Regions from separate parts of the Mus musculus genome. Here region 1 is linked to region 2. The links are chromatin contacts, called in public promoter capture Hi-C maps. All regions are on one chromosome and are shown on one strand. Each heading gives the region's core, a stretch centred on a gene start, on an enhancer-like site or on the middle of the called end of the contact. The rest is flanking DNA. Distances are from core to core; before and after follow the strand shown. Region 1 holds the start of Il18bp (interleukin 18 binding protein). Region 2 holds the start of Ucp3 (uncoupling protein 3 (mitochondrial, proton carrier)).

The links. Promoter capture Hi-C pulls out the DNA fragments that hold promoters and counts their contacts.
Region 1: a promoter capture Hi-C map of hippocampal neurons shows a contact between it and region 2, with 3 times the contacts expected there. The contact joins the promoter of Il18bp here to the promoter of Ucp3 in region 2. A contact is called at or near these places in 3 of 39 promoter capture datasets (hippocampal neurons, liver and pre-B cells).

Annotation. Positions count from the first base shown.
Region 1 is chr7:102,016,472-102,019,487 of GRCm38.p6, reverse strand. It overlaps Il18bp (interleukin 18 binding protein), which reads left to right and starts at 1,256. Exons shown (of 7, transcript NM_010531.2): 1 at 1,256-1,378; 2 at 1,824-1,891; 3 at 2,137-2,201; 4 at 2,547-2,738. The coding sequence starts at 2,174. Rnf121 (ring finger protein 121) reads left to right here. Exons shown (of 9, transcript NM_029211.3): 9 at 1-351.
Region 2 is chr7:100,471,658-100,474,363 of GRCm38.p6, reverse strand. It overlaps Ucp3 (uncoupling protein 3 (mitochondrial, proton carrier)), which reads right to left and starts at 1,373. Exons shown (of 7, transcript NM_009464.3): 1 at 1,270-1,373.

The DNA.
Region 1 (3,016 bases), core at 7-2,506, 1.5 Mb before region 2:
TGTTTTCTGCCAGTCATCAGTGTGCCCTTGAAGCTAAGAGGGGATTCCAGCCCAGGAAACGTCCCTAGGTAGGCTTGGTCATTTGTGGGTTTTTCCCAGGCCTGACGTTAAGAATGGTGAGTGCATAGGCAGAATGAGGCCTGAATAAAGATGGGCTCTGAAAGGGGACTTCTGAGCAGGCCTAACTGTAGTCCTGGAAGTCTGAAGAAAGGGGGAGGGCATCATGGGTCAGCAGCACTGGGTGTCTAGAGAAATTTGGCCTGGCCCATTTGAAGGCAACAAGAACCAAACAGGATCTTGTCATCACATCTGAATAAAGCTCCATGAGCTGGCTGCAAAGCTGGACACGCATTTGCCTTTTTTTTTTTGCCACCTCTTTCCCGGGCCCCCTGGGGTATCTTGGCTTCTTGCATCCCACCTGAGAGCCGGAACCTGGAGCCATTGGTCCTGCCTTCTCACCCATCCTCCCTCTGTGAGAGTGTGTGTGTGTGTGTGTGTGTCTCCTGTCCTACGGCATCAGGGGCCCTGAGGCCTTCACCCCCAGTCTGAGACTAGTACCCTGATACCCCCACAACTCAGCCTGTTCTCTTACTCAGCTGTGGCTTCCTTTTTCCCTCCATCCTCAGAGGAATGAGAGCTGAGCAGAAGGCCAAGAGACAGGCTACTCTTCCTTTGGTATTTGTCCTCCCCTCTCCCTAAGGTGAAGGCTACGTCTATGTTTTACCTTTAGTCTTGTAAGGTACAGTGCAGTTCCTCGTCCTGCACCCCTACCCAAACCCCAGTGGAATGAGAAATCCCCCAATGGCTGTGTGTGGATGCACAACTTCTGGACCTAACTCCTAGAGATCCTGGATTCTGAGGGAGTTTTGCCCTGAATTCAGCAACCTAGGTGGTAGAGGGTAGGTGGACTGCTCAAAAGAAATGTGACTGTGCCACATAGAAGACAGCTTTTAGCCTCCTGCATCTGAACCAGGTATGAATCTATTCCCACAGGTCCTTCCAACCTGCTCCATCCCACTTGTCACCAGTTCTACCCTCTGGTGACAGAATCACAGACCTAAGAGCACAGCACTTTGCCCCAAGTGTGCGCATTGGTCGTTCTGCCCCAAGAGGTTCTGGCACATGCAGGGAGCATGGCTTCAGGGTTTTGTTTGATTCTAATTTTGTTCTTTCCAAGTACCAGTCTCTGAGCTACTGGAGCCAGTGTTGCGGAAGTGCCTTCCTGGCTATTTGGGGTCAGCTCTCGCTTGGCTGGGAGTTTTGTACACGAGCCAGGCAGGGAAGTTGCTCCTTCCTGTGGTGAGATTTTCTTGGGGCCAGGCAGCTATCCTGGCTGAGCCTTAGAGCTCCAAGAAGCTATTCGGGGCTTAGGAGCCAGGTAGGAAGATCTAAATTTACTGAAAACGAACCTGTACAAGTGGCTGTGGCTGTGTGTGAAGGCTGGTGTTAAGTGATACACCTGACCTTGGGGTGAGGGATGGGAGTGGGGGAGCTTGAGAGAAACTACGATATTAATGGGCCAGTGAGGCACTGAATGTAAAAAGGTCAGTGGTTCAATTTGGGGTTCCCAGTACTAATAAATACTGCCTCCTTGGAGTTTGTTCTGGAGAAAGGAAAGTTGGCTGTGAAGGGTGGAAGGGGCAAGACAGGTACAGACCTGTGAGAGACTCATCTTTCTCACCCCTTCGCTAACCTTAGAGAGAGGGGTGAGGTAGATAGAGGATTCCTGTGAGTTTGGAGAGGGGCCCATTCGGAACAGCCTGCTTTCGATTGGGATTCCTAGCTAAGAAAGTGAAAGTGAAAATAGGTGCTCGATTTCCTAGAAGCTGACTGCTGCCTGCCCTTCCCAGAAGGAGGCTGGCAAGCTGGCAAACGGACTGTTGCTTCCCAGGTAAGTCCCTGGCTTTTAGTACTTTCTCTCCTTCCTAAGGGGGTATAAGTTATATAAGTGCTGTTTGGAGCTGGTATGAGAGAAAATTGTTACTATTAACACCAGCAGTGCCTTAAGTGTGGATAGCCCAGCTGGTGGCTACAGGTCTGCCCTCTAAACTACCAGCTCAAATGGGTGTCAGTAACACTGCCTGAGGGAAAGAACACAGATGTAGGGCTAGCTGACTTTTACTTATTTTTTTCCAGAGGAAGTCACAGACACCAGACTTGCTTGCAAGTCATCATGACCATGAGACACTGCTGGACAGCAGGTGGGACATTAGGCTTTGTGGCTCTTAAAGGAATGGAGCTATGTGGCTAACTCTGCTACCCAACACCCCCCACCCCAAGGAAGTTCCATCCAATTCTTCCATTGCTGTAAGCGCCTATGTAGCTACTTTGGTTCTGGCTCCATTTCAAGGCTCCTTTGCACTACATTCAGCAGAGCCGAGGGGTGGGGGCTAAACGGTCTCCACCCACTCAGGTTCCTGGTGAGAACCTAGGAGTATCTGGGTCGAGGTCTGTTCCTACCCAGGTAGCAGCTTGTCCCCAACTAAGATGGGTGCTAGAAAGCTGAGCTTCAGTTTTATTTACAGCTGTAACTGTTTGTTCCTCAGGCCCCAGTTCTTGGTGGGTCCTGCTTTTGTATGTCCATGTCATTTTGGCCAGAGCCACATCTGCACCTCAGACAACTGCCACTGTCTTAACTGGAAGCTCAAAAGACCCATGCTCTTCCTGGTCTCCAGCAGTCCCAACTAAGCAGTACCCAGCACTGGATGTGATTTGGCCAGAAAAAGAAGTGCCACTGAGTAAGCAACAAGTATGGGAGCCCAAGAGGATACAGTTGCCAGAAGCAGGCTGTGAATACAGAGTTGGGGGGTGGGGGTTTGACTTGGGAGTGTTACTTCCAACCTGCCAAGAAGCACCAGGCCAGACCAACTTGTCTCTGTGTTCACCATTCTACTGCCCAGCTTCCCAGATGGTTCCTATAGAAGAGAACTCAGACATAGGCAATGTAGAACCTCACAGGGCCTAGGTTGCAATTTTCCTATGTAGGTAGGACACAGGTCTTATGTTTCTGATTTAT
Region 2 (2,706 bases), core at 124-2,623:
GGTATGGCTGCTGTCAGGGACTGACTTCTGAGTCCTTTCTGCTGGAGGGAACCTCAGGTGATGTTGGTGCTGAGTCAGGTCCTGCAGAAGGCACGGAATGGAATTTTCTCCCCACGGAGGCCAGGCGTGTCCCTGGAGTTTTTGCTTCCCTGTCAATCCGGGCTTCCCTCTTGTACCCACTTTGTCCTCTGCTACTTCTGACCCTACTGTCTTGTAGCGCTGCCCCATTATCAGTGACTCTTCTGGCTCTGTCGGAGCCTCCAGGCAGGGACAAGATCAACTTACCCTCCTCTGTGAAAACTGTTATAGGGAAGGTCTTAAGTCAGACCATCGTGCCAAAATGAGGAGACAGGAAATGAGGTCAAAGATGATCTCAGGGCCCTTTGGTAGAAGGCTGCGAATGCCAAGGTTACACTTAGTCCAGGGTGGGTGGGGGCCTGGGCCGTCAGAGCATGCTGGTGCAGGCAGCAAGAATAGATGAGAAGGGAGCCTTGGGGCTCTAACACCACTGAGGATACTGCTGGAAAGGTGCTCTCAAGAGACACTGAAGCACGAACTTGGTTAAGAGCTTGCAATTGTGTGTACCCAAGTTTTGAAGGAGTGCCCCCAAACCATCCATCAGAAAGAGAAAGGATGAGCAGACAGACTTGAGTATGTGGGTGAGGCTACAATGCCTGGCGCAGTAGGGAACGCCCTGAGGTCTGAGCTTCCCAACCTCCTCCTTGGCGCACCTCGGTTATTATCGGTCTGATGCCCCCAGCTGGAAGTGGAAGTTGAGAACAATCCTCACCCTGTAGCTCTACTGGGGTACCCACAACATGAGGTACTCTAGCCTATAGGGCCAACCCAACTCTCTCCAACAATACATCCGCATCAAGGATGCCACTAGACAGAGTGACCACGGGCTCTAGACCAGGCTTCAGGCCAGAGGTGCCCTCATCATCTCTACCCAGGAAGGGCCCCAGGATCCTTGCTGGAGAGGGCTTTGTGCTCCGTGGGGATCCTGGGCCAAAGGAGAGGGACACTTTTCATCTGGCATTTGTAAGATCCCAGCAGAGGAGTCAGCAAAACACGGGAGTTGTGAGGAGTCACATAGATGTGGAAGTCAAGGCCCTCCCCAGGCCTGCAGTTCCTTCATCTTTACTAGGTGGGAGCTAGACCGGCTCACTCTCGGTCTCTCACGCAGTGCTGAGTGATCCCAGCAAGCTCCTGGCTGTGAGCATCCATGGAAGGGAAAAAGGGAGAGGAGAGCAGAGTATGGGGTCTTACCTGTGCGTCTAGCCAAGGTTGGGTAGTGCAGGGCCACCCTAAGGCTCCACTCCATTAGGTAGCAGCAGGATCTGACGGCCGGGCCTCACCATTCACTGTTGTCTCTGCTGTCCCTGGCTCGGCACTGGCCCTGTGCACCAGCTGACCTGAAACCTAATTCTGAGAAGCTAGTTGACAGTCTGATCACTTGACAAGAGGCAGGCTGCGGGGAGGGGACCAGTGAGTTCCAGATCTGGTTTAGCTTCCGTGACCTGGGGCTCTTTAATGTGGCTCCTTTGAGCTTTCAAGAGGAGAGCTACCTTGGTGGCCAGGAGGTGTGTGACAGCATTTGTCACCTTTGAGAGCCCAAAGGACAAGGTCTCTTAGGACAGGGGCTCTCCAGGATCCTATACAATGGTTACAGGTGTCACTTCTTAGAGGCCTGACATTCTCAAGAGGGGAGAGGAGAAGACGGGGCAGAGAAGGTAGAGGACATCTTGGTGCCAAGATATGCTTGATATTTCAGGCACAGCGCTTCTATTTCCCACATCTCTAGGAAGCAGGATCCTAAATTTAAAAACAAAGGACAACAGATGTATTGTACACAGCATGTGATTTGCCCACATAGAGCACACAATAGTGTTTAGTACAGTCTGGTTGATCAACTACTACATGCTAGTTCAGAACACTTTCATCATGGCTCAAAGACAAAAACAGAACAAGTCACCCCCTTTCCCTTCCCCCAGCTTCAGGCAACCACTCGTCTTTATTCTGCTTCTTAATTTGCTTGTTCTAGATGCTTTGTTTGAGTAGGATTATATAGAATGTATAGCCTCTTGTGGCTGGTTTCTTTCACAGTGGTGTTAACACACTGCACTGTACCGGTAGACACTGACGTACTGTGTAGAGCCCTCATGTGTCAATGCTTACTTTACACAGAAAACTGACTGTCAAGGACAGACAGCTAGGTCACTGCAGGCCTGACTTGCCTGTAACCTATACCACACTTTGGGTCTATCAGCTGCAATCCTGATTCCTCATGACATGGACATGCTGGGACCGGAGATGGGGCAGGGTGAGCAGAATCCCTTGCAGCAACCACCGTAGGCTGGTCCATCTGCAGGCGCTGAGGTTAAAGACTGGGTGGGCACAGCTGAAGTTGGGAGCCAGGTGGCATAGAAGGGAAACTAAAAGGAGAGGGGAGAGGAGATAAGTAGGACAGAGAAGGTAGAGGACATTTTGGAACTTGAGCGCAGCGCCATGGCAGGGTGGGTGCTGTGACATCTAGACTGTCTATCCTGTTTCTTGGACCAGGACCTGCTCACTGCTTTGAGCTCAGTCTGGAACTATTAATCTGGACATGGGCAGGACTGTGGGAACCATGTGGGGGCTGGGGCTACAAGTAGAAGTCAAACTAGAGGCAGCAGGTTCTGGAGAAACCCAGAGGGAGGAGAGCTC